7 separate regions of the Sus scrofa genome follow, and all the other regions are linked to region 3. Evidence: chromatin contacts called from public HiChIP or PLAC-seq data. All regions are on one chromosome and are shown on one strand. The core of a region is the stretch at or near the end of the contact, and the rest is flanking DNA. Distances in the headings are between cores, read along the strand shown. Region 1 overlaps ARID1B (AT-rich interactive domain-containing protein 1B). Region 2 overlaps ARID1B (AT-rich interactive domain-containing protein 1B). Region 3 overlaps ARID1B (AT-rich interactive domain-containing protein 1B). Region 4 holds the start of ARID1B (AT-rich interactive domain-containing protein 1B). Region 5 overlaps ARID1B (AT-rich interactive domain-containing protein 1B). Region 6 overlaps ARID1B (AT-rich interactive domain-containing protein 1B). Region 7 overlaps ARID1B (AT-rich interactive domain-containing protein 1B).

Region 1 (4,140 bases), core at 1,122-3,621, 220 kb after region 3:
CAGAGGAGATAATGAGATAATGTTTAGCAACTTTTACTCCTACTGACCATCGCCTTAGCCCAAGATTATTGCCAAAACCAGAGCTAATTTCCCAAATACAATCACCTGTTTCTTTTGGGGGGAAGGGGCAATGGCTTAACCACACCTGCAGCATATGAAAGTTCCCAAGTCAGGAATCAAACCAGATCCTTAACCTGCTATGCCACCAGGGAACTCCTATTATAAGGAGTCTCTCCAGACAGCAAAGATATTTCCATGAGACCAGCTGGCTCACTACTCCGAGGTCACAATCCAGCTTGCCAAAGGTTATCAAGAGCACCCAACACACACTGTAGTTCAATATATTACAAAATTTATTTTCTGGAAATGTTTATAAATAATTTTTATAAAAACGTAGCTCCTTCTGCAGCCTACAAACCTAGTGAAATACCCTCCGCCTTTAATAAAGGGTGAACCTGGCTCAGGCTTGACTCTTGGGGCCATCATTTCATGGCCTTGGTTGAAGTACATGTGCCCCTCTGATCCTACGTTTCCTTAGAATCTATAAAAGGAGGATGCAAGAGCCGTCACGAGGGAATGCTGCAAGGATTTAACAGGAGACGATCCAACAGGCACGGCCCTCCACAGGCACACAGCAAGTCCTGTCCGCGGGGGAGGCATCAGGCACTGGGGACACAAGGAAAAGAACAGTCCCTTCTATGCCCGCCACAGCAGTGTCTGTCCACTGGGAGAGGAGAAAGGACAACTGACACTTAGGGGGCACCCGGCACAGTGCCTGACACAAGGAAGACAGCACAGCAAAGGCGAGTTCTCTACCCCTCTTCCAGGTCTTTTTTTTTTTTTTTTTTTTTTTTTTTTTAATTTTGAAACCAAGCCAATAACCCCACCCCTCTTTCAACCATCTCGAAGCCTCTTTCTCATTTCCTAGTCACTGCTGCTCCTACTGCTTGTCTCCTTCCCGAGTGCTCTCCCAAAGGTCACCAATGACCAAACGACCCGGACATCCGCTCCCACTCTTACCTGACCACTCCTCGGCGCTTACCACAGCTATGCACACCTTTCTTCCAGAAACCTCTGCCCTCCATGGCTTCTGTGGAGCACGCCCTACATTCTCCATCTCCTTCTACAGCTCTTTGGCTGGCTCCTTTTTCACACTTTAAACGTCAGTGCTCCCTGAATTCCTCAGCACCCCTCTCTTCACACACATGGCAAGGGCAAGCTCATGGACCCACGCTCCACCGACACCCCCTGCTGAGCACCCACGTTTATATTCTGGGCCGAGATCTCCCTCCTCTACTCCAGATCCCTATTTTCTATCTGCCTACGAGCATCTCCATTTAGCTGTTTGGAACACATCTCAAACCCAACATGTCCAAAACCACAGCCTGTTACTAAATATACAGGATGATTCAAAAGCAACTGAACACCTTCAAAAGTTACGGTACCATGTGATGTCTCCCTGCGGAGTCCGAGCCAGAACTCTGGGTCTGCACCACCCCTTCTTCTCAGCGAGGAGGACATGCAGGCAGCATTGGGGCTGCCATGTGCCATTTCAACCAGTGACAGTGAAAATGTCACCATCCTGTGACACAAGAGGTGCATTTCTAAGAGACTACAGAAAGAACCGGTAGCTCCTTTACAAATTTTTAGTATATATATTTTGTTGTTGTTGTTGTTGTTGTTGTTCTCATGACCACACCGCAGCATGTGAAAGTTCTGGGGCCGGGGGCTGAATCTGAGCCGCAGCTGCTGCAATGTCAGATCCTTTAACCCACTGGGCTGGGCCAGGGATCAAACCCATGCCTCCACAGCCACCCAAGTCACTTAAGTCAGATTCTTTTCTTTTTCTTTCCATTTTTTTTTTTTGCTTTTTAGGGCCACACCCACGGCATATGGAAGTTCCCAGGCTAGGGGTCAAATCAGAGCTGCAGCTGCCAGCCTACACCACAGCCACAGCAATGCAGGATCTGAGCTGTGTCTGTGGCCTACACCACAGCTTACGGCAATGCTGGTTCCTTGACCCACTGAGCGAGGCCAGGGTTCCAACCAGAGTCTTCATGGACACTAGTCAGATTCACTACCTCGGAGCCACGACGGGAACTCCTGCAGTCAGAGCCTTAACCCACTGCACCACAGCATGAATTCCCGCAGTACATATTCTTATACAGCCTCATTATTATGAAATCTTCGATTCTTTCAAGTTCCCCCGTGCTGCTGTTCCTCCCTGGTAGATGCAGGGATCTGCCATCTCTGGGGACTCAAGTTGTACTGGAAGATAAACCCAGAAGCAGGGTCTGGGTCTCATTCACTGCTGTAAGCCTAGTTCCAACACTCTGTCACACAACAGGTGCTAAACAGATATCAGTGTCTCGATAGGCATGGAGAGCTGTTTGTTGAATGAGTCAAGTACACATAAAGTGGTGCAGTAGCTGGCAATCAACTCAGGTCCAAGCCTGGCTCCCCACTCTTCCTCCGCAGGATCTCTTGGGGCGTGGAGGGTGTCCCCAGAGCTCTACAACCCTGTTTCTCCTGCAGACGGGGCCCAAGGTGCTCCAAGACACCAAGGCATGTCCGCCTGGCCGGCTTCTCCCCGATGCCCTTAGAAGGTCACAAGGGACCAGCCAGTGCAGCCTGCCTCCTCCCTGAGGCCTGGCAGAACTTGCTGCATCTCACCTGCCTGCTTCTACAGGTGCCTCGCTTCTAACCTGCCGCCCACAGCTGCTCGACTAACCTCTCCACTCTGTACTCTTCATACAGCCAAGGGGAAGGTTACCACGGCGAACCAAATTACTATCATCTGTGCCTGGAAAAGGAGGCGATGGCTTTATTCTTCTTTGACAGAGTTAAGTTCATGAGCATTTTGACAGTGATTTTCTTAGGGCTTTCTCAGCTATTTCGGAATGTTAAGATTATACTGTCGAAAATCATAGCACTAGATGAATGATACATTCCTACAGAAATTCTCTGAAAGCACTGACACGGGTAGACAGCTGTTAGCTTTCCAGGCAAAAGATACCTCATATCACAACGAACAAGATTAACACGTGGCTGCAAAGACAATGAAGATGCCCAGCCCTTCAGAAGCCTGAAGGCCGAACAAAACCAAAGGTCCGATCTTAGAGAAAAGGATGTGCCTGTGACACTCAGCAACAAACCTAAAAAACAGGTTTCCAGTTTTGTTCTGTTTTTTTCTCTCTGTGGTTCCTACAGGATGTTAATTCATTTGCTTGAGATGGGTTAGGTACAGTCAGCATTAACTACAAAAACTATAAACCCATGGGCACTCCAGTAGTGATACATTATTATAAATAAAACAAAATCAAAAGAGGAAACAGAGACAGGAAAGCCTTCATTTAATCCCAAGCTAAAAACAGCACTATGGCAATACCTCGTCTGGAAATTCTTGCAGCCTCAAATTTAGGAGCAAGCAGGAGGTGAGGGAAATGCAAGCGGAAAACCCAGGAAATAGACATGAACAGAGCCAGTGCTGCCATCCTGCCTACTGCTCAAAAACCTCTGCAGCAGTGGTTAAGTGGGATTTAACTTCACATCACTTGCTTCAAACAAGGTTATGAGCCAAATTGATTTTTTTTTTTTCAAAGCTATGAGATTTGGTTTTATTTTAAAAGACAGAATCAGTTGGGGACGTAAAAGAGAAATTCCCCAGTACTGAATGGTAAGGATCATCAGACACAATGAGGAAGACAAGGACCAAGAGGGTCTCCGGACCCATCCAGCATCCTGTGGCCTGGCCAGCCTAGACGCTGTTCCTCGGCTAAGTAGGTACAAATCAAAATGAGATACACGCCTAGGTCTAGTGACGGGGTGCTTTTAACACCTTCCCAAACCACGGCCTCCAGAACAGCCATGAGGCAAGAGCAAAGGCAGACATAATCATGACTATGTGTCATGAAATGACCTCACCAAAGAGAGGATTTTTCTGCTTACATTTGTTCTTTTAGCTGTATTATTAACACCCTGATGGACTTAAGATATGCCAATTTGGGGGTTTGTCTTACAACTTTCACCACCATAGGAGTTCACTCTGGGCACATAACGACATTCGGTTCCATTTTATTGATTTTTCACTCTAAAATTTTCTCCTCCAGCTGCCTGTGTTCCCCCTACTCTCCAATCTTC
Region 2 (3,827 bases), core at 945-3,444, 190 kb after region 3:
TCCTTATGGCCTATTATTAAATATTCATCCACAATCCAAATTCATCCCGCTGTGTACTCTTGCTATTTTTAACACTAAATATGCACAACTGCAGGATCTCAACCCCTGCATTTTACTACTCTCTTCTTCAAGAAACTGAAAAAAAAAAAACAAATCAAATCTAAGACTTTTCCACAAAAAACAAGTCACTTCTCATATTCACATCTAACCCAAAATGATTTTATGTTTTCATCATCCATCCTTTTGATCGATTCCAGAGTATCACCACTTTCAACCCTCACATAAAATGCACGTCATATCAGAGCCATCATCCACAGTAAGAACAGTCCTCAAATACTTCTCGAAAGCCATCCCAGGCCCTCTACCCTCTCCACGTACCATTCCGCAACTGCTGACGTTTGGACTTCAACTCCGGAAAGTAAGACGAGTGCTGTCAAAGTCACAATGTGTACAACCCATTTTCAAAGAGGTCTTAACTAGTCTCGGTTTAGTTACTGGCTTTTAATGAACTGTATTACTTGATAAGACTTTTTTATAACTCCTCCTTACTCAAGTTTTTAGATATGTATGTATTTAGATATGTACTTATATATATGCATGAGTTTCTCTCTCTCTCTCTCTCTCTCTCACACACACACACACACCTCTCTCCTGGATCTCCTTCTGGGAAGCTGCCACTGCTACCTACATCCTCCAAAGCCTCGGAAGGTTTCCCATCCCTGGAGCTACTAAACAAGAAGGAGTACAATGCATATTTTTTTAAATATCTATTTGAATATAGATTCTAAATATATTAGGTAGCACAGTTAGGCGGTATTACAGGCATTTAAATAGGTTTTCAGAGGCTCGCCTGGAAATCTAACTACGCTTTAAAGATTATCCAAGTTCAAGAAGAAGTCATTGTATTTTTAGTAAACTTCAGATATACTTGATGCTTTTTATATTTAGAGGCTCCCTCAGTATCACTCTTTCTGAGTATGCCTACACATGTATTTTATAACAAAGATATCTATGTAACTGTATTCACCTCTAAATACCAAGTTAATGAGATAGTTTATTAATGAATACAATATTTCACAATTTTTCAGCCGAATTCCTTAAACCACAAATTGAAGAAAGGAACTGAAAAACCCACAGAAAGAGGAACTACGATATCTTCATGATCCACAGTCCGTATCTATATACCTGGATTAAACAAGAGCTCAGAAAAGAAACTCTTCCCATTTTGAAGAATTATTTGGGAAGAACTCCTGTCTTACCAACAACTAGAGAAAATTTCTGAAGTAATATCCCACTACATACGAAACAACAAAAATAATAAAACCCAGAGTGTGAGTCAATGAGTATTTGAACTAGTGGGTATAAAGCAGTGGTGAACTCTTTATGGAATATGACAAAAAGCTTTAAGCAAAAGCTTTAAAAATGATGTTCCAACTACAATACTCGCTCAAATGGGGCAGGAGTGCTGTTTATCCTGACTCCTAAAACTGAAGGGAGACAGCCTGGCAGCATCGTCTGTCATGTGGGGCAAGCATGGGCTTTGGACTCAGCTGGGGTCCATGCCCTTATCCACCACTTATTACCACTGTGCGACTCCGAATACGGTGCTTATTTCTTAGTTTTCTCAGTCACTAAGTGGGAAAAAGGATACCCGGCTCATGATAATACTGAAAGTAGAATTAGTGAAAACTAAAAGGATCTCAGAGCCTCTAACTGTTCAAAGAAAACTGGAACAACACAACTAATAAACGATTACATAATATGAGAATGATCCACAATATACCAGCATAGTGGAACAGACAGGGACACGGAAAAAGTACTTCTAAGACAATGTCAAGTGCTTAGGAGCGATGGGCGTGAATTACAGCCACGTGAAAACCCAGCTGATGAGGATCACGGCCAGCCACAGGGACCTGTACGCAGCGGCCGTCATAGCGGGAAGCAGTCTACGCTGACTTTTCTGGGATGATGCCTCAGCAGAACTCTACAAGGCCTGTGTTTTCCCCAGGCATCCTGCAAACATGACCACAGCTTGCTGTGGAGTGGGGGTGGATGGGACACAGCTGTCCTGCATTCAGCCTCCTCCAACCCCCTAACCCACTCTCAGTTTCAGCACAAACATGTAGGAGGATCTCCTGCTCTCCTCTTGGCCTAAACCCACGCTCTCTCAAGCCCTGGTTCAAGGACCACAGAGCTTCCCCCTTCACCACACGCCCCGTAACACTATCTGAGGGACCTGCTGCAATCTGTCCCATGCAGCTTGTAACTGACTTCTGAGTTGCCCCATATTGATATTTAACTCATGAACATTTTTTTTTATTTGTCATGCGCTATTTCTTAACTCCCAAGCAGACTAAGATGGCAACATCCACATTTTGACCTTTTATGTCACTTAGCACATAGCACAAATGACTTAGAATAAACATGGCAACTCCGTAACTGCCTGGGAATAAGGACTGATCACATGAAATACAATGTTCTCAAAAATGAAAAGTAAAACTCACTAATTTCTACACTGATTCTGTACACACATGCAGAAGATGCATGGAACGTCAAGTGCAATAGTGAAGTTCTCCTCCTAATGGCATTAAAATCAATTTAAGTCAAAAACAGGAGCCGGGCACCAAAGTTTCTTCCCTCACTTCATTCACATTCCTCTCCAAGCCAGAAAGTACCAAGATGCTCAGTTACTGCCGTCACCACCACCACAGAATCCAATTACCGAAGGTGGCGTCATGGAGGCTTGGAGCTGCGGGGACTCACCCCAAGGCTGCAGAACTAGCAGAGCTGAGGCGGGGACACACGTTTCCTGACTCAGGCCCACAGTTCCTTCTACTGTATCATGCTCTGTGTGCCTTCATGAGACTGAGGTAGGGGAAAAACGCAACCAAGTTTTCTTACTTCTATTAATGACGAAACAGTACCTGTTTATTAAGACCTGAACACTGAAACTTCAAATCCGGTTATAAATACAGTGTAAGTTCTTCTTGTGTCAATCAGGAATATTTGCCACATTTTAAAATGGTACAGGAAGGGAGTTCCCGTTGTAGCTCAGTGGAAACGAACCTGACTTAGTATCCATGAGAATATGGGTTCGATCCTTGGCCTTGCTTAGTGAGTTAAGGACCTAGACTTGCAGTGAGCTGTGGTGTGGGTCACAGTGGCACCTCAGATCCCACATTGCCAGCAGCTACAGCTCTCTGATTGGACCCCTAGCCTGGGAACTTCCATACACCACAGGTGTGGCTCTTAAAAAAAAAAAAAAAAAAAAAAAAAAGTATAGGAAGGATCAAGAAATAGACTCCTGGGAGTTCCTGCTGTGACTCAGCAGAAACAAAACCCGACTCGTATCCATGAGGTTGCAGGTTTGATCCCTGGCCTTGCTCGGTAAGTTAAGGATCTGGCATTGCTGTGAGCTACAGTGTGGGTAGACAGTTGCAGCTCGGATTTGACCCCTGGCCCAGGAACTTCCATATGCTGCGAGTGTGGCCCTAAGAAGCAAAAAAGAAGAAAAAGAAATACACTCCTAAGACATCAGACAAGGCAGAAAAGGCTGTTTTGTTGTTGGCTCTAAGAAGCATCAAATTACTGCTGTGCTTTAAGCTTGATGCCATTCACAGCGTGCGAGGAGGGGCAGGCAGGAACCAAAATCCTCAGACGCTGACTTGGAAAGGTGACCTCTGTCAATATTTTTGCTTTTGGTTTCCTTAAGGCGAATGAATGAAATGAATGAAATCTGAAGGGGGCAAAGGGATGAGAAAAAAAAAAAAATGTATTTGTGAAAATGGGATTACAGACAATTTTTATTTGGGCAGTTTTTTTGTTTT
Region 3 (4,236 bases), core at 726-3,225:
TTCACAAAGCTAGGGAGTTAAAAGCTTGTCAACCCCAAACTCACTTATCTGTACCAATTTAACCACTATTATACAAGACTGTAGCTCAAAACCTAAAAAGAGTTGCTAATCTTGGCTCAGTAATGGTCACCAATGAAAGGCTGCCCTAACACTGCATTCGCTTTTCGTAGTCACTATAGTGTGAAGAGTTGTACGAAAAGCATAAACTGATATATGACTCACCCCTTTTAACAAAACACTCAAATAACATTTGATTAAAGGGGAACTAGCAAGTGTCATATGCTAGCAACTATGATCAGGATTAGAAACATTCCTGCTAGAATCTATTATTTTTACAAAATCTCTAGTTTGTATATACATTTCAAGTGAAAATACAACACAGTCATCTACCAAAATAAACTTTATAACATTATATGGCATAAAAGCAACCAGAAGAATATTAATATTCAGAACTCCTATTCGAGGCCATATTTCTTACATTCTTCAAGACACATTTCCTAGATTCTGCCTCTACATCAATATTGATAAACTATTTCAAAACTACATTTCCAGAATTTCAAAACTAAGTTGACTTGGGTGATAGAGAGAAAACATACCTTATGTAAGCTATTTACGTAAACAGTATCAACATCTGAGTAAACAAACTTTGGAAATTATGTAGTCCACAGAGGAGAATAAAAAGTTTAAAAACCACTGGCTATAGTTGATTACCACTAGTTGGATTACTTCATGTATTATTTAATCTACCATGATTTTGTGTCGTTTAGCTTACTTGCAAGTGTCAAGGATACCTAAATTGCAACATTCTATTTAAATCTCTTACAGAAGGTGACCAATTAGAACTCCCAACGATCCCTAAATTAAATCTTTACGCTGAGAAAGGCCAAACAGCAGAGAGGGAAAATTCCAAAAAGCCTCTTTAGCATTTAATTATCAGCAAGAAAAGACAGGCAGATGAAACTTTACAAGCTTAGACTTTTTCTCAGCTTTTCAAAAATGCTGTGAGTTGGTTTTCCCGCCAAGTAAGGTGGATGAGCATGTACTTTGCTCTAAGCAACAGTTACTACCCAAATGGAAACCCAGTGCTAGTCTAAGCAGCCCCAGCCAGGGTCAGCCTGACTCCTGGCAGCACCCAAGCGGCCAATGGCGGTGGCCGCCCCGCCCCTCACCCGCCCGGCCCAGCTGAGTCCTCATAGGCCTGGGCTTCAGGCCCCTCCCCGCCCCTGTCCGCAAGCATGAGCCCCGCCCAATGTTTGGCAGCCTGGGCTCTGCCCCGCCCCTCGCCTGCCGGCCCCGCCCGGTTTTTTTCAACTGGGATTTGCGCTCTGGCCCCGCCTGGTGATGTTTGGAGGCCGGGGCAGTGCTCTGACCTTCCGCCTCAGCTCCTCTTGTGCTTTTCCACCATCAGGCAATCATTTTAATCTCGCAAAACGAGTCGCAACTCATCCAGCCCAAGAAGTTGGACCCGGTGTTCCTCCGGGGGCGGGGGATAAAGGAGTGCAACGAGAGACGCCCCAAAGCAAGGAGGGAAAAAATTAACACACAGATTCTGGCAAGCCAAACTGGAGGAGGAGGAGGTTGGGGGCAAACGAAGCAATTTGGGATGAAACTGGCACAGGAAAAACACTCTCCGCCTTCGTCACTCCAGCTGGGGTGTTTCGTTCAAATGTTAGGCTGTGTCAGCAGAAACTTTACAAAACCATGTTTGACTGGGCACTCGGCACCTCCTTGCTTAGGTGCCAGTTTTCTGGCTTGGGGAAAAGCTCCACAGGAGACACCCCGGGCTCGCCCTCCCCGGGAAAGAACCCAGGGCTTGAGCGTCCCAGAAAAATGGCCACAGAAAGGCAGGCCCCGGCCAGTGAGGCTGGAAGGGCCCCCCGCCGGCTCGCGGGCTGCGCGCGGGGGAGGGGGGCGGGAGGCGGGGCGAAGGCTGCCTGCCGGGAAACCTGGGGCGGTGGGCGGGGCGCGGTGCCTGCTGGGAGCTCCCTCCCAGAGCTTTGTTGCACAACCTCGCCCCAGCCGCCCTACCAGCTCCGCAGGCTCCTGCACGCAGGCTCGCCGCTGCTCCTCCAAGGGGAGATGCCGGATTCTTGGGGCTCAGGCGTCAAGGGAATTTCTGAACGTGCTTAAATCAATCACCTCCTCCGCCCCCACCCCACCACCCACCCTTTCAGATTTCTTTTTTATACTTTCTTCCTAAATATTTGTCTGTTTTTTGCTAATTGAGTGCCACTTCAAACCACTGGATGTGTAAACTGCTCAACGTTTCTAGGTTATGAAAACGAAACAAACGTAGCTGTTTTTAATGTATGGAGAAATAAAAACAGTAATATTAGGGCTCCTGGCTAGAAAGAGGTTCTCTCTGCTTCAAGTATTTGCTACTCTCCAAAGCTAGTCTTTGGCAAAGAATAAAAATAGATAAGCTATTAGCACGATGAATGATTAACTCTGAGGCTGACAGGCAAGGAAAGAGAAGCAGAAGAAGGCAAGCTGGAGCCGGCGCCTGGGAGAGACGTGGAGAAGGACCGGGCGCAAGGACGGGCGGCGCCGGAAGGGCCGCTCGCTCAGCACTTGCCAGCAGCCCGCTGCCTCTGAAAGATCGCCCCTAACATGTCTTCCCCGGCAAATAGTTAAAGTTTTCGTTTTCCAAAATATACCTTTAATTATCATATTCTCAAATAAGCAGCATTCTGTTTTGTTACTCATTAAGATTATATACATAATTTATAGCCACAAACGCCATATTATCTCCTTTTGGAAGAAAATTAAGGAATCAAGTACGTCATTAAAAGAAAATATACAGCGTAAACTCACATACCATTAATGAAAAAAAAATAATTCTTGAGCTATAAACAAGTTATATGGAGGATAAAAGTGGCTTGAAAAAAAACTTAGAGGAACAAGATTAATCTTGAGGAAATTGTTTAAATAGTTTTAAATTACCACTGTGTAAGATTATAAATCTCAATTTGAATAAGAGAAATGGCTAGAATTAGGTTTCATTGTTGTTTATACGAAACTATTTCATATTCAACCCTACCCAGAATACAAGCTTTAAGGGAAAAACAACACAAACAAACAAACAAAAACAACCAAAAAAACCACGCACGGTGGCATATATGCTAAGAATTCAGAAATTTACAAACCCTTACTCAGATTTTAAACTTTGGGGTAATAAAAAATGGTGCTCATTACGTTTTATTTTGGATTTCCTATCTATTTTTTTTAGGTCCCAATTTACAATTACATGGTTACTACAACATTTTACCAACAATAGGTCGGACCAATGCCTTTTTCTTTCAACTTCCAACTACATCTCTTATGAAGCACTGCACTTTTATCAGGGTGTAAAAGAGTAACATATAAGATGATGCTATCTACAAGGATTGAAAGACAAGAATACAGGGCATCAAATCTATAGGTAAATTCTTTATCAGAGAGGGAATGTTCAACAGATTTATATTCATTCCATTTGTTTTCTGAATATTACTAATCTCCTAAAATATACTTTGCTAAATGGTTTTCAACTTTATTTCAAAGTTTTTTAAAAACCGTAAGTAGCTGGCATTCCTTTAGTTACATATGCACTACTCCCTCCTTCCTGAAGTCTCTCTCTCTCTCCTCCTGTCCCTCTCACAGCTAACTTTTTGGTCTTGGGCTGCTTTTTTAAAATTGTGTCAGTTGCTTGGTAGGTATGTCTGTATGTGTGTATTTCTGCATGTATGCACACGTCAGAAGAAAAAGGTAGGAAAACAAAATGCTTAAAGGGACCTAATGCGATTTTCAGAGTTATAATGGCTGTGTGTGAGAGTAGTCACCTTGGTGGGCTGAATGACAGCACAGTTCCATGATTAACCTGCAACTCAAGAGTCTGGTTTGGGGCTGTTTACTTTCACACGCTTGTGGTACCCTCAAGGAGGAGCCAGCCAGCCAGCTGGCAGCAACAAGTACAGGCCAGAGCACCTATTCTAAAGACTAAAGAACATGAAGTCACGGGCAATTAAATGATAGCTGAGTTCATGGGAGTGGATGACTGCGCTTAATATAGAAAAGCATGCAGAATGAGAAGAGAACAGAGCAGCCTGAAACAGAACCTTCGTGGGCACTGACATGTAAAGACAAGTTCCTCCCTCCTTTGATGGAAGCAACAGCCACTAGGCTTAGAAATGTTAGGACTCTGGAAATGCCTTTTCCTCCATGTTCAGAGAGAAACAGAAATTAAGAGCTTGGGCTCAG
Region 4 (3,769 bases), core at 261-2,760, 230 kb after region 3:
CGCCTGCTGGCCGCCCGCCGCCGCCCCCGCCGCCGCCGCCTGGGACTGGGGCTGCGACGGCGGCGGCGGCGGCGGCGGCGCGCTGGGGCTGCTGTAGTCGGGGTAGCTGCCGCCGTAGCTCCTCATCATGGGGCTGGGCGAGGTGAGCAGCTGGTTGAGGGTCGGGGTGGCCCCCGACGGGTGCTGGTTCTGCCCGGCGAAGCGCTGGAAGCCCCCCGCCGCCGCGCCGGCGGCCGCCTTGCTGAGGCTCGCGGCCCCGCCGCCCCCGGGGCCCATCATCATGCCGCCGCCCTGCTGCCGGGGGGAGCTCAGCACCCCGTACCCCGAGGACGAGCCCCCATAGCCGCCGCCGCCGCCTCCTGCTGCTGCTGCCGCCGCCGCGGCCGCCGCCGCCACAGCTCCCGCTCCTGCTCCTCCTCCTCCTCCTCCTCCTCCGCTGCCTCCTCCTCCTCCTCCTCCTCCTCCTCCTCCTCCTCCTCCGCCACCGCCGCCGCCGCCGCCGCCGCCCGCGCTGGGCCGGCTGTAGCCCGGATAATGGTTGTACTGGCTGTTGGGGTACCCTTCGTGGGAGTTCTGCAGGGGGTCCATGCTGTTGGGGGCTCCGGCGGTGGCTGAGGCGGAGTGCATCATCCCCATCCCGGGGCTTTGTTGTCCGCCATGTTGATCAAAGCAAGGCCCAGCGCGGCCGCCGGGGCCGCCGCTAGCAGGGGCAGCGCTGCCATAGTAATTATTAAACTCCGAGACGGCCGCCGGGCCGCCGCCACTGCTGCCGCCCCCGGGCACAGCGACCGGCGGCGGCTGCGCGCCCAGGGCGCCCAGGCCCGGCTGCTCGTAGCGGCCGCCTGCCGGCTCCCCCATCTTGGGCGGCGCGTCGTCCTCGTCGCCCGGCTTGCTCAGCAGAGGCTGGCCCGGGGGGTCGGCCTGGCTGCCCGCGGCACTGTCCTTGGCGCCTCCATGTTGCGGCTGCTCCATGTCGGGACCGGGCTGAGCCGTGCCGCCGCCCGCGCCGCTGAGGCTGTTGTTGTTGGAAATGGGATGTTGCTGCTGCTGCTGCTGTTGCTGCTGCTGCTGCTGGAACTGGTTTAGCTGCTGCTGTAGTGCGTGGTGGTGGTGGTGGAGGTGGTGGGCATGGTGGTGGTGGTGGTGGGCATGGTGGTGGTGGTGGTGCTGCTGGTGGGGCGGTGCGGCGGGGGCTTCGCCAACGGTTTTCAGTTTGTGGTTGGGGAGCAGCCCCGTCTCCATGGCCGAGCCCGGGCCCAACGAGGAGGAAGAGGAGGACGCCGCCGCGGAGGAGGAGGAGGACAGCGCGGCGGCGCTTCCACCCTCCTTCAGAGCCGCCTCGGAGCCGCCGCTCTTGGCGCTGTTAGTGCTGGCGGCGGCGGCCGCCGCGCTCGCGTTATGGGCCATGTTCAGTTCGTGACGGGGGTGCAGGGGGTGGTGGTGCACATTATTCAGGCCGCCGCCGTCGCCGCCGCCCCCCAGCATGGGTCCCGGTGCCGCCGCCGCCGCCGCCGCGCCGCGCGCCCCCGCCTCCAGGTCCCGGGCCCCGAGCGCCGGCCGCGGCCCGGGGGGCGCCCGCCGCTCGCCGCTGCCCGCCCGCGCCCGCGCCGCCGCTGCTGCCCGCGCGGCCATGATCGCCGCGGCGTGGCGAGGCCGGGCGGGGGGCGGGGGGAGACAATAAAACCCACTTTTTAGTCTGCGGCCCCTCCTGTGCGCATCCACACGCCCCGACGGGAATCGAGCGAGCCCCCTCCCCCTCCACAGGCCCCGCCGGAGCCGAACCGGGAGTCACGCCTTACGGTCTGGGCCTGTTCCCGCTGTGTGATTTCATGGTGAAAGTTTTTAGTTCAGGTTTAAATGAAACTTTTCTCTTTTCCTCTCTAACCCGGATATGGGTAAATACACGACTCACTGAGCCTATCGGGCCCAGCATGGCATGAGAGGGAGCCGAGCGAGCCCGAGCAACTATTATCCACTTCTCTCTGATTACTCGTGCGCACTCGCAAAACGCGGACTGGACTCGGCCCGGGCCGCCGCCGCCCGCGGCGCCCTCCGCCCGCCTGCCCGCCCGGGCGCAGCCTCGCGGGCACCGGCGGCCCCGGGCCGGGGGCTCGGGCCGCTCGGCCGGCGCCGGGCGCGCGGCGGCGTGGGGCGACGGGAGGCTGCACTTTCCCCTCGTGCCTCCGTCTCCTTGCCAACCGGGCGTTCGCGTGTTTGTTTTCACGTCTAAAAGGAACGATTCAAAGGTGGAAAACGAGTCTGACGAGCAGACAAAAGAGGGAGAAGGGCTGGGGAACAAAGTTGTCTGTTGGCCTCAAAGGTTACGAGGAGCCGACGGAGAAAGAAGATATTTGGGCAATCTGTGCAAAAGCACTGCCTCTCCCAAGAGTTATGTAATTTTTCAGCATGTTAGCCTCTCTGCCTTGATTTCGGGCCGTCAATGTAATTCCCACAACTTCTTTAAACTGCATAATTAGGAAAGAGTTTAAGTGAAGGTTAGCCGCATTCCAGAAGCGCTGTGCCCTGTACACAGCAGGTACTCAATAAATGCTTAGGTTGATTGCACCTGCCCCAAAAATAACGTTGATATAACTTTTTTTAAGGCATCTTATATGTGTACGTAGGCTTATCAATGAAAACATAAAGTAATCCCAAAGGAGCATTTTTCCTTCCCATGCACTTGTCTGTCCTCGCTCTGAAGAGAAAGTCTTCAAATACGTAGCGTGGTGCGTTATGCTCCCAGCAACTTGCACGTGGAAATTTAACTCCTGGTGCCATAATAGCGACTGCAAAGGTTTATCTCATGTCTTCATAAATCTGTATGACATCATACCTGCATCGTATTTCAGAGGTTATGTGCACAATTAACCCTCTTGATATGAGTTCATTTCTAAGCAATGTGAGACAAAACTAAAAAAAAGTAACATGTTATTTAATAAACATAAAATCAATGATGATATAAATCCATCAAATCTAATCCTAGAGCTAAAAGGGTTCATGCTTTGTTCTTTTAATATTAGCTATTGTTTTATCACTTTATGATGTTTTAAATTTTTTTATTGTGAATTTCTCACCTAGTAACATCCTGAATATCTTCAAAAGCAGGACTTCTTAACCTAAACAATGGCTCAGTTGTATTAGTGTGGACTCAGTTTTCATGGAGAGAAAGCATTTGAAAGCAGAGCTTTCAAGAGGTCATGCTAGCTGAAATAACATATATGATTTTGGTAGAATGTAGTTTTCCAAAATCACCTCATTCTTAAGCTTTCCATAAAGACTATTTTAGTTTATTTCAACCACAGGGGTTATTTTTGTTTGCTTGAGGAAGTATTAATATGTTACATGACTAAATAGAAAAGGATAGATGTGAAAAACTGGTGACTAATTGGGGGGAGGGGACTCAGGTGCACACCCAAGGGTCATTATAGAGTGTAAAACAACAAATTGCAATTCTCTGCAAACAACTGGAAAACAGGAGTTATAGCATCATGTATAAGAGAGAATAACAGAACTGTAAGGTGAATTCATGCCAAATAATTCATCAATTTTTGCCAAGAGAATACTACATCTTTGTTAGTGTGCCTCTTTGACATTTTCTCCCAGATTTTCTCCCTTTATATTTTCATATACATACCAATTATACAATTACACCACATAAGTTGAATTTTTAAAGTTTTCATATGCAAGTAGAAATACGTTTTGTGTATATGTGTACATACAAATATTCTAAAATCAATTACATATTTATGCTTTGTGACATTCATAGTCA
Region 5 (4,154 bases), core at 1,103-3,602, 180 kb before region 3:
AGAAAAATTATCTGGGTGTTAGGTAATGCGACACATTTAAGTTGTAAAGCAGTGATACAAATTAATACTGAGCTTTATGTCATTTCAATACCTTCTCAACATGTGGAGGTGTCTATGCTCTGTCACTAACCGTCATTTTTGGAGCTATAAAGTCATATTTGTTATTTATATAATACTAGTCACTTGGAGTTCTTTAATGTCATTACCAGAGTTATGAGACTTGGCTTTAACTACAATTACATTATAATAACAAAGCTCAGAATTGAGCAGATCTTTTTAAAGCTTAAGTGGAATTCTTAAAAAAAAAAAATTGACCCCACTTTTTAGGAAAAACAGTATCTTAAGGGCTCTTTTGCTTTATCACAGTCCTTGGCATTAGGTGTTCAACAAATACTGGTTTCATTTATTAATTAAAGAAATACTGGAGTTCCTGTCGTGGAGCAGTGGTTAATGAATCCGACTAGGAACCATGAGGTTGAGGGTTTGATCCCTGCCCTTGCTCAGTGGGTTAACAATCCGGCGTTGCTGTGAGCTGTGGCGTAGGTTGCAGACGCGGCTCGGATCCCGCGTTGCTGTGGCTCTGGAGTAGGCCAGTGGCTACAGCTCCAATTTGACCCCTAGCCTGGGAACCTCCATATGCCACGGGAGCGGCCCAAGAAATGGCAAAAAGACCAAAAAAAAAAAAAAAATTAATTGAATAAATAAAGTACTTATTATATTGGAGTCTATTTTCTACATGCACCAAACTGACAGAGAAAGACAATTCCTGCCCTCAGACGGTTTACAATAAATACTTTCAGGACTATAACTGTAACACACAGAATTCCTGGCCGCTTGTAAAAACTGATATTGCACATATTATCATCAATAGTTTCTTTCCTATGAAGACTCAGTTACCACCACCCACGACTCCCTTTCGAGGAAGCTGGAGCTGAGCGATGCGCTACAGAGGGTGAGAAATGGAAGCGAGTCTGTCGCTTCCACTCAGGAAGCCTCAGCCCAAGCCAGACCTCTCTAGCGAGACGAGGTCCTGAATGAATACTGATGGCCACCAACAGGGACTGCGTTCCGTCACGTCTCCCCTGGGTGCCTAGGACCACAGTGACTCGGGGATGACCTGCAACACATGGAAGTTCCCAGGCCGGGGATCGAACCCGAGCCGCAGCAGCGACCCAAGCCACTGCAGTGACAACACTGGCTCCTTAACCCGCTGTGTCATCAGGGAACTCCTAGGAAGACTAGTTTCTTTTATTCTTTATAGGGCTGCACCTGCGGCATATGAAAGTTCCCAGGCTGGGGTCGAACCAGAGTTGCAGCTGCCAGCCTACACCACAGCCACAGCCACAGCCATGCCAGATTCGAGCCGCATCTGTGACCTACACCACAGCTCACAGCAACGCCGGATCCTGAACCCACTGAGTGAGGCCAGGGATCGAACCTGCATCCTCATGGATACCTGGTCTGGTCCCAACCTGCCGAGCCACAAAGGGAACTCCAAGGCTAATTTTAAATGTAGACACCTTCTTGGATGTAGATACCTTAAAACAGAAACTTACCAATTCATGCTTATAAACCAAAATTTGGTAAAACCCTGGAAATGCATCTTTAAAAAGTAAATATAATAAAAGAAAAAATAGTCATTCAAAAATACATTAAGGATGACCCTCAGACATGACCGCCCCATAAAGCTGAGAGGAGAAATAGCCGGCTTCGTGGGTCAAGAACCAGAGCGCACAGCAGCCTGTACGGTTCCCGTGGACCACGGCTCACAAGGCTATGATTTAGGAATCAGCCTTATTTATAAGTAGGCACATTCACAGCTAATAAAAAAAAAATAAAAGGAAAAATTCTCCCCTCTTGCCAGTGTGTTTTCCTTTCCTTTCAGGAAGAAAAAAAAAATGAATGCAACCTCTTGAAGCTCCATTAATAGAGGAGGCTGGCTCTCTAGGATATCCCTACTTTTTGCCAGAAGCTACAAATGTATACTGGAAAGTAAACAATGGAAAGGTTACTGAAGGTTAAGTACATTCACACACTTCAGACTGTACAGCCAGACTCCTGGCTGGGAAGATAATTTACACAGCACGAACCCGCTGCCCCAGCTCTGGCTGGGGTTGTGGGAAGCTGGGTGGGGAGAGAGGAAGAGCTGATGCGTCCTGGGTCTGCAGCTACTAGAGGTCACCCAGAGGGCACCTTTGTGTATAACCCGAGCCCCCTTCTCATCTGTCTTCCACCGAGGATTCCCTAGTTGGATCCATGACAAGTTTTGTGACATCACCTGTCAGCTAATAATAGAAATGCAGTCAGCCACCTGCCAGCAAAGATGGATGAGTTTTTGGTTACAGACTGACTAACTGAATGTGGAGCTTCCCGCCACCTCCCTCCCCTCCCCACCCCATTCCAGCTTCGGGGAGGCCCAGGCCACCTGGGGAGGCGATGCCTCTGGCTGTTCCTTAGGACTCTAGAAACTTTACAGTCTATTATAAGCAAATCCGAGGTGCAACCGTACCCCCCAGGTCTTGCTTAGGTTTCATTCCGGAGGCTTCCTCTGGCTGACTTGCTCTCAGTCCCTAGAAGACACAGCCACTCCACAGTGGAGATGGTGGTGCAGCCCCACGGCTAAGGGGCTGGACCTCTCAGGGGCTGACAGGACCGAATTTCAGATCCGTGTCAGGCACATCACATCCAAACTGGAATCTGGAGGCACGATGTAGAATGCCAAGTCATTACTGGCATTTAGGATTTAAACTGATTCAGCACGACCATTTGAAAAAACAATCTAGAATGTTTTTTAGGAATCTTTTAGTTGTTTGCCAGGATGGGCTAGTAAGGAATAAACTACAGTTACAGTCTTACGGGAAAAACTGACTTCAAAGAACACAAACTTTGGCGGAAGATTAGTGTGAAGAATTTTTGTAGCGTGTGAGACTCTGACATGGCAAATCACTGGGGATCATTTGTTTTGCTTCTCTGACAAGAAAGATGTTTCGGAGACATTTTCCTTAATGAAAGTTCTGGAGTCAAAGAGGCCACAGATGCTGGAGGAAAGGCCTGGCTTTTGGCTGAGAGGCTGATGTTATTCTCTGCCCTCCTGCCCAGTCCGTGTGTCCGTCTCTCTGCAGAGCACATAAGCCAAGCAGACCGCAGCCCGAGCGCTGGCTGAACGGCTCAGCTCAGGCACCTTCCTCCCTGCTTCCTGATTCTCGTGACTCGGGCACCTTCTGGACCACTGAGAAGAACGTATTCTCAGGAGCACATCTGCAACCCAAGCTCTTTTGTGCAGTTAAAGCGGGAATGTTGCCATAAAAACGGTAGTTTTAAAAAAAATGGGGGGCGGGGGCTGACTGTAGGAGGACAGGCCCTGTACTTGCTGAAGTGCCTACACCTCGGCGGGGTTTCTTGCACTGAGCCGATGCTCCCTGGGAGAGCTATTCTCCATACAGGAGGACAGACCGTTCAGCAACGCGAGTTCTTTCCCGGCAAATAAAATATACCTTTAGATCTTTGCAGACATTGCACTTTGGTCCCTGCACCCCACCGGGTTTTTATTTTGGAAAAATCGTTTCAGAGCTGTTCATAGGCAGCTTGTTTTACTCTGTGAACTGAATGTAATGTTGTGAGCGTTTTAAAATTAGATTTCACAGTTTTGAAAGTAAACCATAACTGGCAAAGGCTGTGAGTCTTTGGCTGGGCGTAGGGAGGAGGTCTTCTTGTGTTTAGAACCAACACATCGACGTCTAGGTACGCTCACTACATGTGCCCCTTGGGCCTAAAGAGCATTTGCGTGAGATTCCTGGACTCGCGACCTTAGACACTGGCATTGCCATCCAGCTGTCAGTTAAGGGAAATAATTAAGAGAGGAAAAACTCATGTCTTTGGCTCACAGACAACTCTTTCTATGTGTAGAGTCTACCTGTCACACTCTGACTTTAAACACAGGTGTGGGGGGCACGGGCAGAACATGAGAGCCAGGCGCCTAGGATCAGACCCAGTTCTTCCACTCGCTAGCGACAGGATCATACGCCAGTTTGCTTAGGTTTTTTGTGCCTTAGTTTTCACCGGGATTTTAGAACAATTATCTGTATTGCAGGGCTAATATGAATATTAAATGATAAAGCACTTAGAAAAGTGCCTGACATAGTGTAAGTGCACAA
Region 6 (4,203 bases), core at 1,091-3,590, 170 kb after region 3:
CTCCCAGACCCAGCAAACTCCTACTCCAAGATCCAGGTCTAACGTCCACTGTTCCGGGAAGCTGTCTCCCCTTCCCCACGGCGGCATGTTGTCCAGATCTTGACCACAGGCACTCAGCACACCTCCTTCTGAGGACCCACAGACGTGTCTTTCCTTGAGTGTATTTTGAGTTCTCCTACAATTCTCAATAAATGTCCAACTAAGTGAACAAACCATCAAAGACCTTAATCACATTCTATTATTCAATAAACAAACAAAAAAGTGAACAGACGTGTGAGATTATGAGATCATGGTATTTATCTGAATCCAAAAGATCAATTCTAAAAATTCAGCACAGGAGCTCCCGCTATGGCACAACAGGATCAGAAGCATCTTGGGAGCACCGGGAGACAGGTTCGACCCCCAGCCTGGCACAGCAGCTTAAGGATCCAGTGTTGCTGCAGCTAAAGCTTAGGTCTGGACTGTGGCTGGGATCTGATCCTGGCCCCATATGCCACGGGATGGCCAAAAAAGGGGGGAGAAAAGTCAGTAGAGGAGTTCCTATCGTGGCTCAGCAGAAACAAATCTGACTAGTATCCATAAGGATATAGGTTCGACTCCTAGACTTGCTCAGTGGGTTGAGGATCCAGTGTTGGGGTGAGCTGTGTGAGGTGCAGGTTGCAGACGCGGCTCAGATCCCGCGTTGCTGTGGCTCTGGTGTAGGCCAGCAGCTACAGCTCTGATTCGACCCTTAGCCTGGGAACCTCCATATGCCTTAGGTGGGGCCCTAAAAAGACCAAACAAAACAAAAAAGTCAGTAGAGACCTGTTATAATGAGCATCAGTCTGTACTCACACCTAAGGTCTAACACTCTCCCCACATCCCCCTACCTGTCCCTACTCAGTGAAGTGCCCTGCACGTTGCCACAGCACCGGGGTCACCATCAATACCTGCACTCACTACATACTGCCGCTCCACTGATCTCTTTGCAGAGCAGCTCAGGAGCAAAGACGTGGTTATCGCCATCTTCATATTCCCCGGTGCCTGCTACAGTGCAGAACACAGAGTAGACATTCAAAATATATGTGCTGAGTTAAACTGCAAGTGAGTAAACTCAACAGCATTAACTAGTTTTGTTTTTTTCTTTTTTAAGAGAATTACCGTTTTTTTTTTTTTTTTTTTTTTTTTTTGGCCTTTTAGAGCTGCACTTTCCGCATGTGGAGGTTCCCAGGTTAAGGGTGGAATCAGAGCTATAGCTGCCAGCCACAGGGAACGCCAGATCCGAGTGGCGTCTGCAACCTACACCAAAGCTCAGGGCAAGGCGGGATCCTTAATCCTCTGAGCAAGACCAGGGATTGAACCCTTGGTCCTCATGGATACTAGCTGGCTGGGTTCATTAACCGCTGAGCCAGGACAGGAACTCTAAGTGAATTACTTTTTTAATTCAAAAATTTTATTTAATAATAAAACTGTATTTACTCCCATAAATGGAAAACCAGCATTACTTGCCAGAAATAGGTTATAAAAATAAATATTATAGAGACAATAAACTCTAGTTACATTCTACCTGGATATTGATGTCTGCCCAAGGCTTTCAGACTGCTCTTTTGAAAAAGAAGAAAGGACAGGAGGAGCTGTGAAATTCTGGAAAGGTGTCAGAGCACACTGCAGTTCATAAGGAAGTCAAAATGTACAAGAGAACTCTGACTGTGTAACCCAGTATTATTTAATGGTGTGTATACATGCCACCCAAAATGATCTTGCCCAACAGGAGCAGAAAGGACGGCACAGGGAGAGACCCTGGGCTGGACGGTCTTGAAGGCTACACTGTCTAAAGGAAAAACGGAATTCTCTACTAGTGCTTCTATGGCCTCAGGCAAGCTACCTAACCAATCTGTCTCCCCACTGGAAAGTATTACCCACCTCAGAGATTTGGTGAGAATCACGAGATGACACATAGAGAGGGTTTGGCAAGTTGTCCTGGCCTCGGTAAGTACCAGAGCGACGCTAAAATCCTGGGATTCTGATGTAAAATGGTACAGCTGCTGGGGAAAACAACCTGTCAGTTCCTTAAAGAGTTAAACCACAGACTTACCATATGCCGTAGCCATTCCACCTGGGAACATACCCCAAAGAACTGGAAACAGGCGTTCAAACGAACACTTGTACACACATGTTGATAAGAGTACTGTACACAAGAGCTAAACAGATGAGGGGATAAATAAAATGTGGTATTATCCACCCGAAGGAATGATGCTGAGCAAAAAAAGGAAGGAGGCAGTGACATAAGCCACCACAGGGACGCACCCTGAAAACATTACGTCAAGTGAGGGAAGCAGCCAGACGCAAAAGGTCGCATGTGACAGGATTCCATTTATACGCAACATGCAGAAGAGATGAACCCGTAGAGACAGAAAGCAGGTTAGTGGGTGTCAGGGGGAAGGGACCCAGGGGAAGAGGGACCAGGAGGTGAGTCTTAACGGGCACAAGGGTCTCATTTTTCAGTGACAAAAATGTTTTGGAACTGGACAGAGGTGATGGCTGCACCACATGGACTGCACTAAATGCCCCTGAACTGTACATTTTAAAGTGGTTAATTTTATGTTCCGTGGATTTCACCTCAAACAAAATGAAACGAAACCCTCCTCTCATTCTAAGTGTGACAGACAGGGGAGGTGACATTCAATTTTCAACTTGGTAAAAGTCACAAAGGAGCATGAAACTAACATTCAATGTCAAAATGAGGCTTCCTTAATTAAATCGGTCTTATTATTCAAAAACTCAAATGAATTCTAGTCTCAGTGATGAGAAGCATTCCAGCTGTACCAGCATCATGAAATGTAGTGCTAGCATGCGTCCAGGGTTAAAGTGCCAAGAATCTGGAGTCCTTGCTCTGCCACTCAGCTGCACGTAGATTTGAACAACCTGATGAGCATCTCTCGCCTCAGTTTCCTGATCTATACACCGAGGATCATCGCACCTGCCTCCGGGGGCTGTCCTGAGGATGCAGAGAGTTAACCCAGGTAAGGCAAGAGAAGAAGTAGCTCATAGAGAATGAGCCCTGGACAAACCTTAGCTATTATTATGATTCATAAAGTGCAGAGAAATGCAAGTGTGACAAGGATTAAATGAGTGTAACATAAAAGTACTAACTGCAATACCTGACACCAGGACTGTTATTAGTGTCATCTAGTGACTGTCTCACAATTTACCAATAAGAGAACCGGCTCGAGGAGATGATGGTGGAGTTCCCGTCGTGGCTGAGCAGTTAATGAATCTGACTAGCATCCATGAGGATGCAGGTTCGATCCCTGGCCTCACTCAGTGGGTTAAGGAGCCAGCGTTGCTGTGAGCTGTGGTGTGGGTCACAGACGTGGCTTGGATCCCGAGTTGCCTTGGCTGTGGCTGTGGTGTAGCTCGGCAGCTACAGCTCCGATTGGACCCCTAGCCTGGAACCTCCATATGCTGTGGGTGCGGCCCTAAAAAGACAAAAAAAAAAAAAAAAAGAAAATGCTGTTAATAACGAGGGGGAGCAGGAGGCCGATGAGAGGACATCTATCCTGAAGCACTACACTCCTATACTTCCTTAAAAGCGCAAAGGTAAACCACATGGCAATAATTTTTAAAAACTCAATCTAAATTATTACCTTCCTTTATTCCTAGGTGTGGCTTTCATTCTGGGTGTCACCACCACCACCGCTTTTGGAAACAAGCTACAGGGCAGAGTGGGTGGAAGCAGCTCTTCCAAACCTCCATCCACAACGCTCCCTTTCGAAAAGCCAGGTTTCACAGACGTGCTCTGGCCCCACAAGGCACGTCTACCCAGAATAGCGAGTTCCACTTATCAGTTCCACTTATGGAGAACTTAAATGTCACATTTAAGGGTTTCTTCCCATAAATAAACACTGACTTTTACATAATTCCAGGGTGAGCGTGGATGGAGAATGTTCCCCCACCACAGAGGGCTTCGGGCCCATCTCTCAGCCCCCACACTTCCACTGCGAAGGACTTCTCTTCCCTCCGGCAGTAAATCCCTACCGGAAAACGGGCTGATTTCTATAACGGCATGCTGAGCATTTGGGGTGGTGGCAGGGTTTCCTCAAGAAGCAACGTCAGATGACCCGTGCTGGGATGAAGAGCTGAGCTGGCATCACACCTGCGCCAAGTCTGATTCGGCTTTGATCTGCAATCTCTGCTCGCCTCCCCTACTTAGAGCATTACTCT
Region 7 (3,929 bases), core at 16-2,515, 150 kb after region 3:
TGTTAAATAAGATTACGAAGATTATTAAATCATTAAATCTATGCTATACCAACTTTAGAAAATGAAATTTGTGAATATAGCATTAAAAATGGGTAAGAAAGCAAATTCTGCATAAGAAAATGTATCCGAAGGTAAAAGCGTTCATCTCGCTTATGCAATGGACTTAGCCACTACCTTCTTGAGCAGTGACGTTAAATTCTAAGTCCTTTTATGGTTTATCAGATTCTCAAATTTCCACGGTATCATATTTTAAAAGTCTCTGCCTGTGCCCCCCACCCTTTAAAAATTAGGCTAAGACCAAATGGCTAAAGCAATTCCTGCTGCAATTACATAACTAGACAAGAAGGGTGCGAAAGTTTGAATGAAAATATTAGAAGTGACAGCTCTCCACCTTAGTCCTTCTGTGCCCTCTCCAAACTGCAGGGAGCAGATGGTAATTTTCAAGCACATTTAGACCAGGCTTGGAAGGACGACTCAGTGAAAAAGAAATAACTGCACATGCAAAAAACCACATGTTTTGCAACCTACAGTTTTTAATCTAGAAAAGCTTTCGTCCCAGTGACACAAATGGAAAAGCTGCCATACTCACGGCTCCATATAAAATGCTGGCGTATAAATTATAAAATAAATGTTCAACAGTTTCCTTTTCACATTTGCTCTACAACACGACAGTAAACACTGTGATGTTTAAGAAAAAAAAAATGAAAAACTAAAAATTATTTAAGTCACCAAATACTAACACTTAAAGGAAGGAGAAGGAGGGCTCTTCCCGGCTCTGAAACCCATTACGGCCCCCAAATCAGACAACGGGTGGCAGTGCCAATGGCATCAACACCGGGATTACGCTGCACGACACCATCACATTAGGTTTAAGGCCAAAAGTTTAAAGGACAACAGAGAAGGAACGAATCAGACATTCATTTGTATTTCAAATGCAAAACTGACTACTGTACTGGTTAAGGAATACAAAGCTATTTGCCTCTTTTCTCTTCAAGTCGAACTAAAAAAGAAAAATGAAAATGAAAGCATTTCCAGAACAGGTGACCGGCACCTTGGTCGTGGTTCTCTAGCCCCCCTCTCAACTCTAGCTCCACCTTCAATTTCCAGTTCAAACAGAAATTTCAGGAAAAAAGCCCTCCCTGACACTGAGCCCAGAAATGCAAACAAGGAGCAGCAAACAAGGAGCGCTTGGCGGAACCCCCACACCAGAAGTTTGGACCCAGGCCATGGCCACACCAGGGCCTCTCCTTCTATCCACTGGGCCACCTGTCCTTTAATTTCAAGTGGCTTATGCCTGGCATTTAAGCTGCAGAGGGGCTACACACTGCCTCTACATAGGGAGGAAAACTGGGTTCTGACATTCTCCTGAAATTGTGGGTAACAGAAAAAACAACATACTTTTGTCACCAGAAAACCTAGGATCACCTTTTGACACTTCAAAAGTGTATAACCCTGGGAATGTTACTTAACCTAAACCTCAATTTCCTCCTCTGGGAAATGGTAATACTCCAGGCACTATTTAACAAGCCTACTATGAAGTTCAAGTGAGATTACTGGTTTAAATCTTACTATGTTGATATTTTGGTTGTGATACTTTTCGACGGCAGAAAATACAGGTTTCCCTCAATCACAGCTGTCACCACGGGACACCCATAAATTCAACCATAGGCATTTCTGGGCCATTACAACCTCGGAATAAATTAGTCAAGTCAGAGACCCCATCTTAACCTTACATCATCAACACTTCAATCTCTCAAATGCTCATTTTAGATACTGCATCAACCGTTTTTCTAGCTTTCCCCCCCAGTACCTTCCCTTTATGCTATAGTTTCAACACAGTATGATTTACATTTAAGCAAAGTATTTTAAGCAATGGGGTTTACTAGACCTAAGCATTTTTTAAAGCTAGCATTTATTTTCATGTGTGTGTGATATTCGTGTGAGTAAGAATACACACACAAACCCCCCCACACACACATATATGGGCTATGACACACACACACACTGAACATGTATGGCTCTAAGAGAGTGAGCCAAACATGAGAATCCAATACATGAACAAGATCCAACATGTGATGCTGAGGAGGCAGCATGGCTTCGTAGTTAAGAGTACGGAGCAGCACTGACTTGGAGCTTCTCCGCTGCAAGTACGGGGGAAAGTTAGTTATTAATCTCTCCATGCCTTTGTTTCATCGTGTATAAAATGAGATAGTATATACACCATAGAATCACTCTGAAGTGGCATGAATTAAATTATGAAAAATGCTAAAAACAGCACATGCCACACACTGGGGAATTTCAAGTATTTATATTAACATCATTCAAAGTGTCCTGAATATGTAGGTTATATGATCACCATAGAAACACGCACACGTGGACATACGGTTCTACGCATTCAGATATGGGTGACCTTTGAATGATGTGGGGTTGGGGCACCAAAAATCCAAGCATAACTTTACAGTCAGCCCTCTAAATCTGCAGCTCTTCTTCCGAGGTTCAATCAACTGTGCCTCCTGTAGTCCATATTTAGGGAAAGAAACCTGCATATAAATAGACTTGGGATCTCAAATCCTCGGTGTTCAAGGGTCACTCGTATTTCAGTGTGTTTAAGCATACATCCATCTTTCCATGTGGTATCTGCAATTACGTTCATTTGGGTTAACATGGGCAGCACACACTGAGTTTGCCCTACGCCAGGCACTGTTCTAAGAAACCAGTAATATATGAACACGTTTCAACCTCATGACAACCTCACAAAGAAACTGAGGTCCAGAATGACTCCGGAACCCACTGCCTTATGGACACTCAGCAACCAATTTACATCAACACAGTTACAAATTACAATTACAGTACATAAAACAGTAGGCTATATAGCCAGAAGTTTTCCTTTGAATGTGATAACAAAAAACAAACCACTATTTTTCATGATGGTATTTTCAACAACTGTCTCTGTCATAAGAATACTATAGCATCTCTACGGATGCCATGAATAAGAGAGCAGTCAGCTAGTTCTTATATTCTAAAGCTAATTTTAATTTCTCTAATGTAAATCAATGGATTATATGTTCCTATCTCTAATTCTGTTACTTTAAAACAATAAACACACACATCCATACACACACACACACACACACACACACACACACCCCAGATTTAGGGCTCCATTCAAAACAACTGTTTTGATGAGCTTAAAGCTTCATTGTTTTAGTCAGTCTTCATCTAGCTAACTTATTGCTTGGCTGGATTTTTTTTGGGGGGGGGGCCACATTGCGGCATGTGGTAGTTCCTGGGCCAGGGATCAAACTCACGCCACAGCAGCAATGTGAGCTGCTGCAGTGACAATGCCAGATCTTTAACCAGCTGTGCCACAAGGGAACCCCTGATTATTAATATTCCATCTTAATATAATTATAAAGTGATTATTTTAGAACTTTTATCAGAAACACTGCCTAAATATATTTTGTCAAAGCAGAAACTAAAAAGTAAACATGTAGGTTTGATCAAATGATTATTTATTCATTTGTGAAATAAATACCAGTTAAACCAGAACATGTAAAACACACAGAAGTAAAAATACAGATCTGGAGTTCCCGTCGTGGCGCAGTGGTTAACGAATCCGACTAGGAACCATGAGGTTGCAGGTTCGGTCCCTGCCCTTGCTCAGTGGGTTGATGATCCGGCGTTGCCGTGAGCTGTGGTGTAGGCTGCAGACGCGGCTCGGATCCTGCGTTGCTGTGGCTCTGGCGTAGGCCAGTGGCTACAGCTCCGATTCGACCCCTAGCCTGGGAACCTCCATATGCCGCAGGAGCGGCCCAAGAAATAGCAAAAAGACCAAAAAAAATACAGATCTGCTATACTTTGTGTGCTATAATCAAACCACCTGCTTCTATTTTAACATACACATTCCATGGAGTTCCTGCTGTGGCTCA

What was found. HiChIP or PLAC-seq counts read pairs in DNA pulled down with a chosen protein or histone mark.
Region 1: an H3K27ac HiChIP or PLAC-seq map of alveolar macrophages shows a contact between it and region 3. The contact joins two enhancer-like sites. A contact is called at or near these places in 3 of 47 Hi-C or Micro-C datasets (embryonic fibroblasts and skeletal muscle) and 2 of 2 datasets of contacts at active chromatin or transcription factors (alveolar macrophages and skeletal muscle).
Region 2: an H3K27ac HiChIP or PLAC-seq map of alveolar macrophages shows a contact between it and region 3. The contact joins two enhancer-like sites. A contact is called at or near these places in 2 of 2 datasets of contacts at active chromatin or transcription factors (alveolar macrophages and skeletal muscle).
Region 4: an H3K27ac HiChIP or PLAC-seq map of skeletal muscle shows a contact between it and region 3. The contact joins the promoter of ARID1B here to the enhancer-like site in region 3. A contact is called at or near these places in 2 of 5 promoter capture datasets (fetal skeletal muscle and liver), 12 of 47 Hi-C or Micro-C datasets (brain, embryonic fibroblasts, fibroblasts and 5 more) and 2 of 2 datasets of contacts at active chromatin or transcription factors (alveolar macrophages and skeletal muscle).
Region 5: a contact with region 3 is called in an H3K27ac HiChIP or PLAC-seq map of skeletal muscle. The contact joins two enhancer-like sites. A contact is called at or near these places in 1 of 47 Hi-C or Micro-C datasets (heart right ventricle) and 2 of 2 datasets of contacts at active chromatin or transcription factors (alveolar macrophages and skeletal muscle).
Region 6: an H3K27ac HiChIP or PLAC-seq map of alveolar macrophages shows a contact between it and region 3. The contact joins two enhancer-like sites. A contact is called at or near these places in 2 of 2 datasets of contacts at active chromatin or transcription factors (alveolar macrophages and skeletal muscle).
Region 7: an H3K27ac HiChIP or PLAC-seq map of skeletal muscle shows a contact between it and region 3. The contact joins two enhancer-like sites. A contact is called at or near these places in 2 of 2 datasets of contacts at active chromatin or transcription factors (alveolar macrophages and skeletal muscle).

The regions. Positions count from the first base shown.
Region 1 is chr1:10,206,815-10,210,954 of Sscrofa11.1, forward strand. The region is part of intron 1 of ARID1B (AT-rich interactive domain-containing protein 1B); the gene reads right to left. Among named protein-coding and RNA genes, the nearest start is that of ARID1B, 18 kb to the right of the region's middle. Within about 2 kb of position 2,372, at least 5 of the 83 cell types and tissues checked have an H3K27ac peak or open chromatin away from gene starts, as enhancers often do. A contact at or near this core is called in alveolar macrophages, embryonic fibroblasts and skeletal muscle, where this site is marked.
Region 2 is chr1:10,179,302-10,183,128 of Sscrofa11.1, forward strand. All of the region lies in intron 1 of ARID1B (AT-rich interactive domain-containing protein 1B), which reads right to left. Among named protein-coding and RNA genes, the nearest start is that of ARID1B, 46 kb to the right of the region's middle. Within about 2 kb of position 2,195, at least 7 of the 83 cell types and tissues checked have an H3K27ac peak or open chromatin away from gene starts, as enhancers often do. A contact at or near this core is called in alveolar macrophages, where this site is marked.
Region 3 is chr1:9,991,701-9,995,936 of Sscrofa11.1, forward strand. The region is part of intron 3 of ARID1B (AT-rich interactive domain-containing protein 1B); the gene reads right to left. Among named protein-coding and RNA genes, the nearest start is that of ARID1B, 230 kb to the right of the region's middle. Within about 2 kb of position 1,976, at least 83 of the 83 cell types and tissues checked have an H3K27ac peak or open chromatin away from gene starts, as enhancers often do. A contact at or near this core is called in alveolar macrophages, brain, embryonic fibroblasts and 4 more, where this site is marked.
Region 4 is chr1:10,225,871-10,229,639 of Sscrofa11.1, forward strand. ARID1B (AT-rich interactive domain-containing protein 1B) reads right to left here and starts at 1,511. Exons shown (of 21, transcript XM_021071898.1): 1 at 1-1,511. The coding sequence starts at 1,485.
Region 5 is chr1:9,811,884-9,816,037 of Sscrofa11.1, forward strand. All of the region lies in intron 14 of ARID1B (AT-rich interactive domain-containing protein 1B), which reads right to left. Among named protein-coding and RNA genes, the nearest start is that of TMEM242, 150 kb to the left of the region's middle. Within about 2 kb of position 2,353, at least 15 of the 83 cell types and tissues checked have an H3K27ac peak or open chromatin away from gene starts, as enhancers often do. A contact at or near this core is called in skeletal muscle, where this site is marked.
Region 6 is chr1:10,159,796-10,163,998 of Sscrofa11.1, forward strand. The region is part of intron 2 of ARID1B (AT-rich interactive domain-containing protein 1B); the gene reads right to left. Among named protein-coding and RNA genes, the nearest start is that of ARID1B, 65 kb to the right of the region's middle. Within about 2 kb of position 2,341, at least 2 of the 83 cell types and tissues checked have an H3K27ac peak or open chromatin away from gene starts, as enhancers often do. A contact at or near this core is called in alveolar macrophages, where this site is marked.
Region 7 is chr1:10,141,411-10,145,339 of Sscrofa11.1, forward strand. The region is part of intron 2 of ARID1B (AT-rich interactive domain-containing protein 1B); the gene reads right to left. Among named protein-coding and RNA genes, the nearest start is that of ARID1B, 84 kb to the right of the region's middle. Within about 2 kb of position 1,266, at least 13 of the 83 cell types and tissues checked have an H3K27ac peak or open chromatin away from gene starts, as enhancers often do. A contact at or near this core is called in skeletal muscle, where this site is marked.